Linked DNA regions of Pan troglodytes: region 1 is linked to region 2. Evidence: chromatin contacts called from public Hi-C data. All regions are on one chromosome and are shown on one strand. The core of a region is the stretch at or near the end of the contact, and the rest is flanking DNA. Distances in the headings are between cores, read along the strand shown. Region 1 overlaps BABAM2 (BRISC and BRCA1 A complex member 2). Region 2 holds the start of FOSL2 (FOS like 2, AP-1 transcription factor subunit).

Region 1 (6,725 bases), core at 1,966-4,465, 120 kb after region 2:
AAAGCTTTCCATCAGTAATAGGATATATTTTGAACAATGTATATAAAAGGGTCTTTATAACTAGGTGCATTTCTTTCCTGTCTCATCTCCTCATTACTTCCTTAACTCACTTATCCTAAAAATCAGATTTTATGAATTATTCCCAATATTTGGAATGGATTGCATCAGCCCACGAATACACTGTTCTCTCTGCCTTGGACATCCTTTCCTCTTTATCTACCTACCAGATTTCTAATTGCACTTCAAGACTGAGCTCTAGGACATATGTGTAAAACCCCTCTGAGGGGGTTTCTACACATGTATTATGGCATTTTCCATGCAGTGTTTGCATGCCTGTCTCCCTTACCCGAGTACAAACTCCTTAGTGTAGCTATCCATTTCTGTGACCACATGGCTTAACCTAGGGGTTGGTCCATAGTAGATACTCAAATGTTTGCTGAGTTGACTTGAAGGTACACAAGGCTTTTCTCCTTAACAATAGGACCAGACTTTAACCTCTGCATGCCTGAACGCTCTTGGTAATAGTGCTACAGACATAGCAGGTGAGGAACAAAACAGTCAGCTGGTTACGGAGGCAACCGTGAAGCACCAGAAGTGGTTAAAAGCAGCTGTGAAAGGGCAGGCATGGGGCAGGGTACTCTTGCTTTTCATTATACATCTTTGTGAAGTATTTGCTTTTGCAACCATGTCCATGTTTCTTTGGCAAATATAATAAACAAAATCCTTTGTTGGTTATGAATAATCTATTGATGTGTCTGCAAACTACAAGGGACCACTTTCCATATATTTAAAAGGACAGATTATGGGCTGGGAACAGTGGCTCACGTCTGTAATCCCAGCACTTTGGGAGGATGAGGCTGGAGGATCACTTGAGGTCAGGAGTTTGAGACCAGCCTGGCCAACATGGTGAAACCTGTCTGCACTAAAAATACAAAAATTAGCTAGGTGTGGTGGCGGGCACCTGTAGTCCCAGCTACTCAGGAAGCTGAGGCAGGAGAATCATTTGAACCCAGGAGGCGGAGGTTGCAGTGAGCCGAGATCGCACCACTGCACTCCAGCCTGGGTGATGGGGCCAGACTCTGTCTAAAAATAAATACATAAATGGACAGGTTACGTTCTGAGGGCTTAACTCCAAGCAGGCTATGTCATCAGTGTGTGTCAGTGACGAGGGAGATATCCAAGCATGAGGCTGCACGGGGAGGGTCACTAGGCCAGCAGAGCCCTGCGCCTCAGAACAAAGCAATGGCCCTGCACAGAGAACATGGGCCTACTCTGCCGTCTGCTAATGTGTAAAGATAATGCTCATCAACTGTATGTGTGTTTTGTGCAGAGTTTACTAAAAGTATGAGAATACTGTAGGAAAACATGATTTTATTCCTTCTAACCCCTAACATACGTAAAGAGTGAAGGAGATGAAGCCTTTGCAAGCTATTTCTGCCAGCTTATGAAAACTAGAATTTTAATATTTTAGGCTGAAGATTTTCATATATACAAACACATATATGTACATGTATTTGGTTAAAGGAAGTGGGCCTTAGTGCTGGGGCATCCAAGTGTAGAAAGGGTGAGGCTGAGATTTCTATTGAGGACAATTTAGTACTTGGGTTGTGAGCCAAACACGAAGAAGGTGGGCACTGTGATGTGCACCAGCAGGCTGAATGGGCACGTTACCCAGCGTGGATCACAGGTCAATTCTTTCAAAGGCCAGAGATGAAGATAAATCAGTCTTTGCTAAAAACATCCCATGGCTGCGCGTTACAAAGGCATATTTTGCTTCAGTATGTAATTTCCTCACTACTTAACTATAAAAGTGTATCAGAATTGAATTCTAGGGCTTTTTCTAAATGAGAGCTGAGTCACAGGTATCTCGGTGCTGTGTCTGCAGACTAAAGTGGATGACTCACATCTGTAAAATTCTGAGAGAAAGTACCAACCGACCCCTTGCTTAGTCATCTTTTGCATGGATGCTGGGTTCATGAGCTCTGTAAACTATAATGAGCGATCTAGCCTTTTACCATCTCTTTATTCTTTTCTAAACAGTACAAATTACATCTCTAAAAATAACTTCATCTACGCAAGTGAGTCACTTCAACCTAACAAGCTTCCACAAGTTACTCAGCTAAATTGTACTATTTACTGTGAAGGTACAAATCTTGTTGTCATATTAGTCCCATTTTTTTCTTTTTTTTTTTTTTTTTTTTTTTTTGAGATAAAAATTTGGTAGACTTGGAAAAGGGAGGAGGTTTCAGCAAATGTTTTAAAAAACATATGATTTACTCCTAACCTCTCACATGGGCAGGGGTTGTGATGGGGCTGGAGGAAGGAATTCTTTGAAAACTATTTCTAACAGCACATGAAAATCAGAATTTTAATGTTTCAGGCTGAAGCTTAAGCAAAGACTCTGCAATTTTCTTTGTGTGGGCCCATGCGTAAGCTGTCCTCTCTGCGGGATGTTTATTGGCTGTTGGAAGAGATATATCAATAATTCTATTTGCTTTAAAATCCTGATCTGTGAAATTATGACATTTTTGACGAGAGACCCAGCCACGCTAATAAATGCATATGTATTAAATACTAATCTTTGCTCTTCCAGGAGCTGATCACTCACCACGCCCTGAATTCTCTAGACACACAACTAAGCTTTGGTACTCCACCCGTTTACTGTGTAGCTTTCCAACCCCGAGGCCTGCCTGCTGGTCTTTAGCTTGCCTTTCCGGGCCTGGCATTGTCAGCTCTCAGCAGCCCCACCCCAGGCCTGTCCCAGTTAGGCAATAGGTACAATGGAGGCAAGAGCAGGTGACCTGCATGAGGCTTATACCTTCACAACCTGGGCAGCAATACTGAAATATCAAAGCACTGTTAATCCACACTCTAGCTTCAGTCAAAGTGGACTAGAAGGATTTCTCATTCATGTTTGGCCAGGAATGAAATTACTAATACCAACAGGCCTAGAAAGTTTCCACTGCTGTTTCAGCTTCTCCTTTAAGACATCAGATCCGTTGGCTTCATCCAACTGGCCATGTGAACAACCTTTCCCTGTGCATGGGGGTGCTTTAGAAGAGGAAAATGAAATCACTGGTCCATCTGAAAATTCCCCAGGAAATGGACTGCAAAGCCTACTTCCTGACTCCAACGAAGGCAGAGGCTGAGTCATCTAATCCCTCCCGACTAGTATTCACTTGACTTGCACCAAGTAGGTCAGCTGGAGTCATCTGAATTCCGCTCTCTGTCCTCGTAAGCAGCCACCCCCTGCAGTGGAGCTACTGGAGCATGCTGGGTCTGGTCTCTTCTGCGAGGTCTTCATTCAGCCTCAGCCCACAAAGTTGATGTTACATAACCTCTCCTAAGTTTCTCTTTTCTCATTTGCAAAATGGGAAGAGTCACACCATTTACCTCTCAGGGCTGTGACGATGAAAAGGGACACTGTAAATGCAAGTGCTATACAGACTTCAAGGTGCTCTGACCACTCAGCTCTCCCATTTCAGCAAGTGGTTACTGAGCTCTTGTCTAGTGCCTAACACCGGGCCAGGCGCTGTGCATAACAAAGAGTTAAAACATGGTTTAGAAGCCTGGGCAACATGGCAAAACCCTGTCTCTACTAAAAACACAAAAAATTAGCTGGGCATGGTGGGTGCACCTGTAGTCCCAGCTACTGGCATAGGGGGTTGAGGTGGGAGGATTGCCTGAGTCTAGGAGGTTAAGGCTGCAGTGAGCCAAGATCGCACCACTGCATTCTGGTCCTGACAACAGAATGAGATTCTGTCTCAAAAAACAAAACAAAACATGGTTTAGATTTAGTCCTGGACCTCAGTAAGCAAATTAAGCAGAATAATGAAGCAAATACATATGACAATTAAGGAACCATTCAAGATAACAGATCTCATAATTACGTTATTTGGATCAAGTGTTATTCAGGTGGGAGTGCTCGGTTAGAGAGTGAAGCTGAAGACAGCTTTTAAGAAATGGTGCAAGAAAGATGAGGAGGTCAAGGAGAGAAAGCAAGAAGGGTCAACAAAGAGGCCAAGGCTGAGTGGGAGAGAAAGCTGGATGGGGAAGGTGAGCCTGTCTACTGGGGAAGGCCGCCAGATAAAGGTGGTGTCTTGAAATGATTAATGTGGTGGCAAGGCCCAAGAGCCACAGACAAACCAGCTGGCCAGTGAGCTAGTCCTGGAGGTGACAGGTTATAAGCAAGGGTGAAGGCACGGGAGTGGCAAACACAGGAATGAGTAACACCTTGCATTTCTATAGCACATGACGCCTTCCCCTTTGCTTTCATGTGATTTAATCCTCACAAACCTCCGTGAGCTAGGCAGGGTAAGTGTCAATCCCATTTCACAGACGAGGAAGCTGAATCTCGGAGCCACTGCATGGTGAGGCTGAGAAGTTAACCCAGTTTCCTGACTGAGATGGGTGCTCCTTTGACTGCCTGTGTAGCCTCCACACTTGCTGGGTATCAGATTTACCCATGAAGCTGTTTTATTTTTTATTTTTTTTGGAGACAGTCTTGCTCTGTTGCCCAGGCTGGAGTGCAGTGGTATAATCTCGGCTCACTGCAACCTCTGCCTCCCAGGTTCAAGCAATTCTCGTAACTCATCCTCCCAAGAAGCTGGGACTACAAGTCCATGCCACTACATGCAGCTAATTTTTGTATTTTTAGTAGAGACGGGGTTTCACTATGTTGGCCAGGCTGGTCTCGAACTCCTGACCTCAAGTGATCCTCCCACCTCGGCCTCCCAAAGTGCTGGGATTAGAGGCGTGAGCCACTGGGCCTGGCCTGAAGCTATTTTATTAAAACCACACAAGTTCAGCAACCAATCCTCCCTAACCCCTTTCAGATTGAACAGTGGAACAGGGAGAGGAGAGAAGAGAAGAAAGGCAGGAGGTGCTCAGTCCTCAGAATCTGCCAAGGCTCTCAGGGGTTCTGATGTAGTCAGGGCATGAACCACTGCACCCACTGCACTGTACAATGTGGTACCTAAGTGGTTAAGAAGGAGAAAAGAGAAGGGCAAATGAGACATCATTCCAAGGGTTGAAGCCTCAGTTCATAGAAACTGGTCTGCCATTAAAAGCTGGATGGAGCAGAAAATGTTCGGTCTGTGGAATTGGGTAAGAACTGTGCCCTAAACAGGGATGTCGTATCAGCTCCATGTGCCTGTGCTAGCTCTTATTTTTACCCTTCACAGCCAGAGTAAGAAAGTTCCACGGCATTCCAGAAGACTGGCTGCAAGCAGTGTGGCCATGGATGACTTCCTGCACTTGCCCTCCTCCAGTGAGACAGATCCCAGCCTCTCCATTTCCCAAACTTGTATCCCTCCACATGCCGTCCCAGCCACGTCAGTCCCCAGTTCAATGGCCTCTCTGTCAAGCCTTCCCCAGCTCCCTCAGGCAGAGGGAGGTGCTCCCTTCTGATTCCCACAGAACCCTCGGAAGTCCCTATCCCACTGTGGGCTTTCTTGGTCTCAGAAACTTCCCTGCCAGGCAATGAGCAGCTTGACAGCAGGGACCATCTTGCATTATCATGTACCTCTGGGATGGGACAGGCTCAATAACTGTTGGTTTACGTGGAGCCCCGCTGAGTCTTCAGTCAAACTGAAAAAGTTCTGTCCAATTCTTGACTTTCTGCTATGCTCCCACCACTCTTTGGAGCAAAAGTGAGCTTCACAGAAGTCTGAAGTCACCTTCATTTGACTGTTCTGAATTACACCAAGGTCTGAATCCTTGAGTTGAGCCAGTTCCCATTCCTCTTATCTTGCAGCCTTTGCCTAAGCAACAGGCTGTCCCTTTTGTTATGTGGGGTTCCATCACGACTCCACTTTCCTCCTCAAAGCTACAAGTTTTAAAGGATTTTGCCTAAAGGATCATTTTCCCATGACATGTCCAAATTATTACACCCAGCAACCACATTTCTAAACCTAAAACAAAAAACTTGATATTTAATTTAGTTTTTACAACTTTTTCATGGATAAGTGTTTGATTTCTATTTGTCCTTTGAATTGAAGTTCTGAACATATTATGGTCACAGACCTTCATTGTTGCTTTTTGAACAGTAAGCTGGTCTAAATCCCAGAAGGAATCTTTTGTCTCCTGTTCATCATTCCTAGCCTCCAAAGTGGAATCTTAAAACCACCTCCCCTTGGATGCTTTCCCAAAAGAATTCTCCCAATTCTCTACCAGCCAACATAACTCTCCTTCCCCTCCCCTTCCAAAATGTATTTGTATCTACCACATCTCTCCACACATGCCAACTGAAAGTTAATGCCCTTGAAGGTAGGAACCACCTCTACATTCCACCATGTGCCTAGAACTGACGGAGTAATCATCTGGGATAATTAAACATTACTGATTGGTATAAATGTCATGAGCTGAGGGTAATTACCAAGCTTGAGCATAAATGCATACATAAAATGAAACTGAAACTTGAGAACTTGTTTTAAATGTACAATTTTGAAACTGATATGCAGAGTCTTTCTGTATTATATCATATTGTTAACCTGCCTGGTTGGCCCTTTCCCTTTTAACTAATGACTCCATAAAGGATGGATTTCGGGTGATACATGCCTTCTACATTTATCCAAAATCCTTTTCAAAATCATGAGACTGCCTCTGGTTTAATATGTCAATGGAATATTCACTGTAAAGGGCATGGATATTTAAGAGGGTTGTTTCCTTTACAATGTGTGGACAGAGCTCTCAAAATTTCTTTCTTTGAAAAAGAAAACTAGAAA
Region 2 (6,625 bases), core at 3,082-5,581:
CTCAAAGTCAAGCAGTTCCTAGTTAACCGCGGTTAAATATGTGGCATTTATTTGTCCCTCATTAAAAAGAAAAAGCATCCTAAGAATTCCAAACTCACCAATTTAACACTCTCTGGGACTGGAAAAATACATTCCCAAGATAGTTTTCCTAAAAATTTCCCGTAGAGGGCAGTAGAGAGGTATGATTGAGGCTAGCTTGGGAATCACAGTCATTTCTGGTAAAAGTTCTTTGATGTGAGGAATGTCCCAGTCTGGTACAGTTGGCAAAAGTTCACTCTGGGGAATTTTGTGTGTGTGTGTGTGTGTGTGTGTGTGTTTGTGTGTGTGTGTGTGTGTGTGTCTTGGGAAGGGGTGGTTGAGGAAGAAGAGTGCTAGTCTGGTATTCCTTAACTCCAAAAAGGAAATACTGCCCTTGATTTATTTTCACAAGTTATCTGAGAAACAAATAGCAGCCTTGGAAAAGTTCTAGGTCTTGTTTTTGTTTTGTTTTTTCATTAAAAGGGGGCCCAGCTGATGAAAACAAGTTATGAAATGACCTATGTTTGTGTAACTGGCTGGATTGCGTAATGCTCAGGCCCTGAAACCGTAATAGTCAAGCAGCCAGGCAGGGCATATATCTGGGAGATGTTTTCCTAGGAAAGTTAGGAGAGAAAAAACAACAGCAAAAAGAAAAATCTAAGAAGGGGAGGTGTGTGCAACGGTTACTGACAAAACAAAATCACCAATGACCAACCTTTGAGATTAAAACTATAACTGGAACAGGAAATATTTTTCATGCCTCAAGTTCCTGCCATATATAAGAACAGAGGCTGTAACAAAGACTAGTCTGCTCCCCCCACCCCCAAAGTCACTGGAGCTCATGGCCATGTATTAAGATCCAGCTTCATGAAGCTAGAGAGGACGGGAAAGCTCTGGGTTGAAGAACTGGCAACAAACTAATCAGGAATATTGGACCCCCAAAAGAGAGAGCTGAAAAAAATAAAATTCACTTCCCCAAAGAAAAAACCAGAGAACTGTCTCATATGGATCGGTCCACTGAGATGCCATAAAAGAGAAAGGCCCATCCACTAACTGCCAGGAAAGTCTTCCAGTACAGGAAGCTGAGAGAAATAAAGGGATTACAGGTTTTATCTGGTATGTAGTAAAGTTACCTTGAGCCCAAGATCGGGCAAGGTCATAGCATAGACTTGTGGAGGAACAAAAGCCTCTGAGGTCAGTCCTTAGGACCACAGAACAATTTTGTTCACAGTTGGAGCAATGACAGAAAAATCCACCAGTTCCTCCTCGTCCCCCACCCAACCACCACCACACCAAGGAGCGGACAGGCCAAGAAACTTGTCTCAAGTGGCATTACCTTGCCAATCCCTCCGGTTTGAAAGGCGCCTCACACACTGCCGGGCCGAATGGGCAGGCGTCTATGCGAAACCCCGTGCACTGGTTATTGCTAATTGCAAAACACTCATGTGTTACAGCATGCTAGGAATTAGCCAACAGCTGCTTTTTGCTTCGGTAATGAGGCCCTATTACACTCTGCTGGACTGAGTTCTCTTCCTTCTTCCTAGCACTGGTTTCCTGTCTGATTTTCTTCCAAAACCGGGAATTGCCTCCGCTCACATCCTGGGCTCAAAGCCCTAGTGACACAGATTATTCAGTTGGGGCACTGATGTCCGGTCTGACTTCCCTCCAGGCCCCAGGGTCTATGCTAAACCAGGCAGTGAGATTGTAATACTCCAATGATCACATTGGGGAATCACATTGTGATCCAAAGACACATTAGGGAAAAGAACAGAGAAGAAATCAAAAGATCCCTTCCTGATTTCAGGGAGGAGGAGACAGACAGGCGTTTGGGGTTTGTTGAACGGGAGACGGAGGGAGTGGGTACAGACTTCAACCTATTCCCTCATGATGTTTACATTCAACACAAACCACTAGCGGGGCTGGGAAGCAAACATAATCAACAACTTTTCGGATATTAAACTCATCACCTTGGTGCTCATTACGAAGGGTGCATTGACTGCACCCTCAATGAACAGACTAGGCTGTCTCTACTGTGGGTGCTTATAGGAGCACCATGGGAGGCAGAGGGAAGGCAGAAAAGCCATTTTGGGGACTCACCAGGTATAGGGAATCACTTTGGAACAAGGGACCCCCCATCAGATCCAAAAGAGAGCCACGTTCCAAAATTCTTTCCAGCTGAGTCCACCCCTCCCTGGAAGCCCACCCCAGCCCCTTCTAGAGGCCAAGGCCACCGCCTTATGGAGCATCCCTTGCTGCAGCCAACTATGCTAGACTCCACAGATGCTGACCACGGTGGGCTTCATGTTGTATCGGGCCTGCGTTAACCCAGCTCTCTCTCGAGACAGAGCGGGTGGGGGAGCTGCAGCAGAGGGCAGGCACGCCATCAGCACCCCCCCCCCCCAACAGCACCTTCCTGGTATTTATAAACACAAAGATCACACGCACAATCCCTCCAGCGCAAACCAGTCCGGCTGCTTTAGAAACAAGTTGTTTTCTGCTTCCAGAACCACCCAGGAGCCTGCGTGATGTCTCTTCCCCCACCCGACCCCCTCTTCTCTCTGCCGGTCTCCTTGCTCCAGGTACCCCCAGACCCTCAAGGTGCTCCTTCGTTCCTGGGGGGCAGTGCAGCCTCCTGTCCGTGATCCTTACAGAAGACGGGTCGGCGGGGGGGGCAGGCAGGCAGGCAGGGGGCACACAGGCGGCATGAGCCAACCAAGGCTGGCTTCTTCCTTCCTGACCTTCGCACCTGATTCCCAGAGCGGCAGCCCTCGCCCTCGCTCCAGATTACTTGAAGGAGTCCAACCATGTTTCTGGGTCCCCAACCCCTTTCAGAAAGGAGCTAAGACTGATGGAGAACGGGGAGGAGAGAAAGAGGGCTTTCCTGAAGGAATAGGGTCCCAGGATGTCGAGAGGTGCCAGTGGGTGCAAAGATTTTCTTGTCTGTCCACCACCCAGAGAGAAGACGCGGGGCAGGGGTGGGGGGGGGGCAGACACGGGGGAGGGGGAGTAGTTCTTGGAAGGAGGTAACAGGCTCCTGGTAGGGGGCCTACAATTCCAGGAGTTTATCTGGGTAAAATATAATGTGAGAGGAAAAGGGCATGTTGTCTCTTCAAGCCCACTCCCCAATCCCCTAGTTTAAAAGGGGGTGGGGGGGAAGGGGAGGACGAAAATCCAGAACTTACAACGGTGGCCCGTAGGTATTTTCTCGCCAAGAAAAAGAAAAGAAAGCAAAAGAGGCAGTGGCGGCGAGAAGAGGGCAGGGGTCCGCCCGCGCCGCCAGGTGCACCGGGGCCCGCACCTACCTGCTGGCCGCCGCCGCCGCTGGAGTAGGACTCGGCGTGCGCAGGAGAGCCGCTGCTGCCCCGGGACGAGGTGTCAAAGTTCCCGGGATAATCCTGGTACATGATCCGCGGTGGGGGCCGGAGAGGAAACAGGGTGTTTTTCTTCCCCCGCCCTCGCCGCGGCCGCGCACCGGCTGCTGCGCGCTCGTTCGTCCGCCGGCCGCGCCGCGGGCTCTGGGCTTCGCTCCTGGGTTTCTCCCCCACCGCGGCGGGCGAGGACAGGGAGGCGGCGACACCTCAGGAACAGCGTCCCCCGAGCGTCCCTTACAGCACTTCTTTCCGGCTCTGCGAGCGCCGCGGGACCAGTTGTCCACCCGATCCCTCCCTCTAAAAAGTCGGCGCGTCTCTCGGTCCCTCCCCTGCGCGCGCCCTCCCGCCCCCGCGCGCAGCCGGAGCTCAGCGGGGACCCACGGCCCAATCAAAAATTGGAAATTAAAAAAAAGATTAGGAGCCCAGCGAGCCTGGCCTGCCAGCCCCGGGGACCCCCGATTTCAGACAGGGCCAAAAAGGCGGAAAGAAAAGCTGTCCGCTGGGAGAACTTCTGTTTTTTCCTTTTAGAAAAGGAGCCGGAGAATAAACTTCCCGTGGCCGACTCGCCGCCGGAGTTTCGGGGCGGTTCGGATACTTGACTAGGAGAAGGCGGCGTGCGCCCGTCCCGCGGCCCCGAGCGCGCCAGGGGGGACAGCGGCTTGTGGGGCTCAAGTAGAGCTGGCGCTGAGAGGGACGCGGCCCCGCTCCCCGCTCCGGCGCCCAGACCTGCACCCCTTCCCCGGAGCCCGCTCCCGGACGGGCCCGCCTCGCCCGGCCGCGCCTCTCCCTCTCTCTCTCTCTCTCTCCCTCTTTCTGTCCCCGCCGAGCGCCGCTCGTTCGCTCTCTCGCTGGTTCGCTCGGAGCCCTAGCGCTCTGCCCGAGATGAGTCACTACAATGGCACGAGTTCAACTCACACTCTTTATTCTCCAGCCCTGTACCATGTGGATTCACTCACGTCAACCCCAGACTCCACCTTGCAGGGAGGAGCGCACGAGGAGGCGGGGGGAGGAGGCCGCGGAGGAGGAAGAGGCGCGGGAGGGGAGGAGGCGGGCGCAGCTCTCCCCTCCCAGCCCCGGCTCCCGGCCGCGCTGACGCCAACCGCGCACCCCGCGCGAGGAAGCCAGGCGGTGGCCCGGGCGGGAGCGGGCGGCACGCACGGTTCGGGGGCGCCGAGGCAGCCCCGGCCCTCCCCAGTCCCCCGCTCACCCCCCGGGCCCAGCGCCCTTGGTCTGTTCCATTGGCGCACGTTGCCAAAGATGGTCATTTGCGTTAGAGGACGCGAGTGCGGGTTTCCTCGCTTTCGGGTGACGTGGAGGGAGAGGGATTCCCTCGCCCGCTCCCGAGTGCGCTGCGGCCTCTCCCCCGCCCTGGGAAGGGGCTCGGGGCGGGGCCCCGAGAGCGGCCGCGCGGGTCTCAGCTCCGGATTTTAGAAAATAATCACAGCCCTGACGGCGAGACGGGCGGTTCGGTGCGGCGCCACCGGGAGGCCGGGAGCCGGGCGCGCAGAGCCGCTCGCAGGGAGGGCGCGGCTGCGCGCGGTCGTAGGCGCCCTCCGCGGCGCCGCCGAGTGCAGCGGGCGCGCAGGGTGCCCGCGCCGCCCTGCGGCCGGGTCTTGGCGGGGCACGGCGCCGGGCGGGGCTGGCCTGCCTATTTTTCCCTCCGTGGCGGTCTGCCTACCGCTTCCCTTTTTGTTTTTTGTTTTTCATGTTTTCGGTCCTACAGTTAATTCGTTAGGAGTAGCCTTGAAGATGAAATTAACCAGTCAAGACATTCCGGCCGCCCTGTACGCCGGGCAATTAGGACGCATCTAATAAGAGTAATCGGGCGTTTATAAGCAAACTCCAGACTGTTACGAATTTAAAAAAAAAATAGCCAGCGAGAGGGTGTGCCCCAACGTTGTCGTCTTCAGCTGTTTTGGAGCGAAGTTCAGGGCGCGGGTTGCCGGACATTTGGGTCCTCCTCCCTCGCTGGGCGGGGCTGAGAGGGGCGCGGCGCAGGGTACAGAGCACAGACCTTGGAGCAGGAACGCCCGGCTACGCTATTTACGAGCTGTGAGATCTTGGACGAATTCCTTAACCTCTCTGGGCCTCAGTTTCCTCCTATAAAGTGAAGGAGTTTGGAGACATGACCTTAGGCCCTTCTCTGCTCTGGAGCTCCAATCCTTCCGCTGAGATGATGGTGTGTGTGAATGGAGAAGTACTGTAGCGGAAGTCAGGGAACTTAGGTTTTGGTCCAGGGTCTGTGTTAGCCTCAGTTTACCCAATTCTTAAGTAGCGCCAGCCATCTGTACCCCACAGGGTCCTTATGAGGACCCAATGTTAAGAGGTGTTGAGAGTCCATTGCAGACAACTCGCTGTGCACCGTCACACAACTTCTGTCCTCAGTTTCCTTATCTGTAAAGTGGGGGTGTTGGTAGCAGAGAAAAATAGAGCCGGGAACGCGAAGCTTTCCTGGGGCTCTATATAAAGCGCTGGCATTTCCGGGACGGCTGGCGGCATCTGGCCGCCCCAAGGGCCCCAAGATACGGTAATCCCAAACAATACTCGGGGTCATTGTTTACAGCTATAAAACACATTCTGTCCTGAACGCTATCCCCAAGGACGCGCGCGCGTGCGCGACGAGGCGAGGCCAGCCAGACTCCTCGCACCTCCGCTGCTGCCCGCTGGACAGAGTCCCCAACTCCGCAGGCCCAGGAGAGGGGTGTGGGGCAGGCGGACGCGCGCGCCGGCCGTGGGTGCTTTGCTTTTTTCTTCCCCCTCCCCATCCCTGCGTCCTGGCCTGCCTGGGTGTTTACGCGCCTCTCCCAGCAGGACTGAGTAAATGCAGTCCTTTGACGCAAAACGAATCAGTCCTTCCCCAGCGGCAGCAGCAAAACCCAGAAAACTGGGGGTGGGGGTAGGGACGGGAGGGGCACAGAAGAAATCGTGACACTTTCCCACTCGTTTCTCAGCCCCTACCCGCGCCACGCGGGCCTCAGGCCGCCCTAGCCAAGTCTTGGGGGCTGCAAAGGGAGGCGCGGCCAAAGCGCCCTGCCTGAGCCCTCCCAGTAGCAACCGCGTGTCGGAGCGGCGCTAACAGACGCACTTTTGGTTTTCCTTTGAGCAGTAGAGGCTGCCCCGCCCTCCCCCACCTGGGCTCGAAAATCCGGGTGCTTCTGGGTCTCTCCCACACAGTCCTTCCAGTAACGCGGGGGGAAAGAGGCGGGGGAAGGGGAGCGGGAGCTTCCTCCGCGGCC

Evidence for each region. A called contact is a pair of places that touch in the nucleus more often than the background predicts.
Region 1: a contact with region 2 is called in a Hi-C map of stem cell-derived neural progenitor cells, with 2.8 times the contacts expected there. The contact joins the enhancer-like site here to the promoter of FOSL2 in region 2. A contact is called at or near these places in 1 of 7 Hi-C or Micro-C datasets (stem cell-derived neural progenitor cells) and 1 of 1 other capture datasets (stem cell-derived neural stem cells).

The regions. Positions count from the first base shown.
Region 1 is chr12:94,578,821-94,585,545 of NHGRI_mPanTro3-v2.0_pri, forward strand. All of the region lies in intron 10 of BABAM2 (BRISC and BRCA1 A complex member 2), which reads right to left. Among named protein-coding and RNA genes, the nearest start is that of FOSL2, 120 kb to the left of the region's middle. Within about 2 kb of position 3,216, at least 6 of the 24 cell types and tissues checked have an H3K27ac peak or open chromatin away from gene starts, as enhancers often do. A contact at or near this core is called in stem cell-derived neural progenitor cells and stem cell-derived neural stem cells, where this site is marked.
Region 2 is chr12:94,459,501-94,466,125 of NHGRI_mPanTro3-v2.0_pri, forward strand. It overlaps FOSL2 (FOS like 2, AP-1 transcription factor subunit), which reads right to left and starts at 4,332. Exons shown (of 4, transcript XM_009442218.5): 1 at 3,321-4,332. The coding sequence starts at 3,422.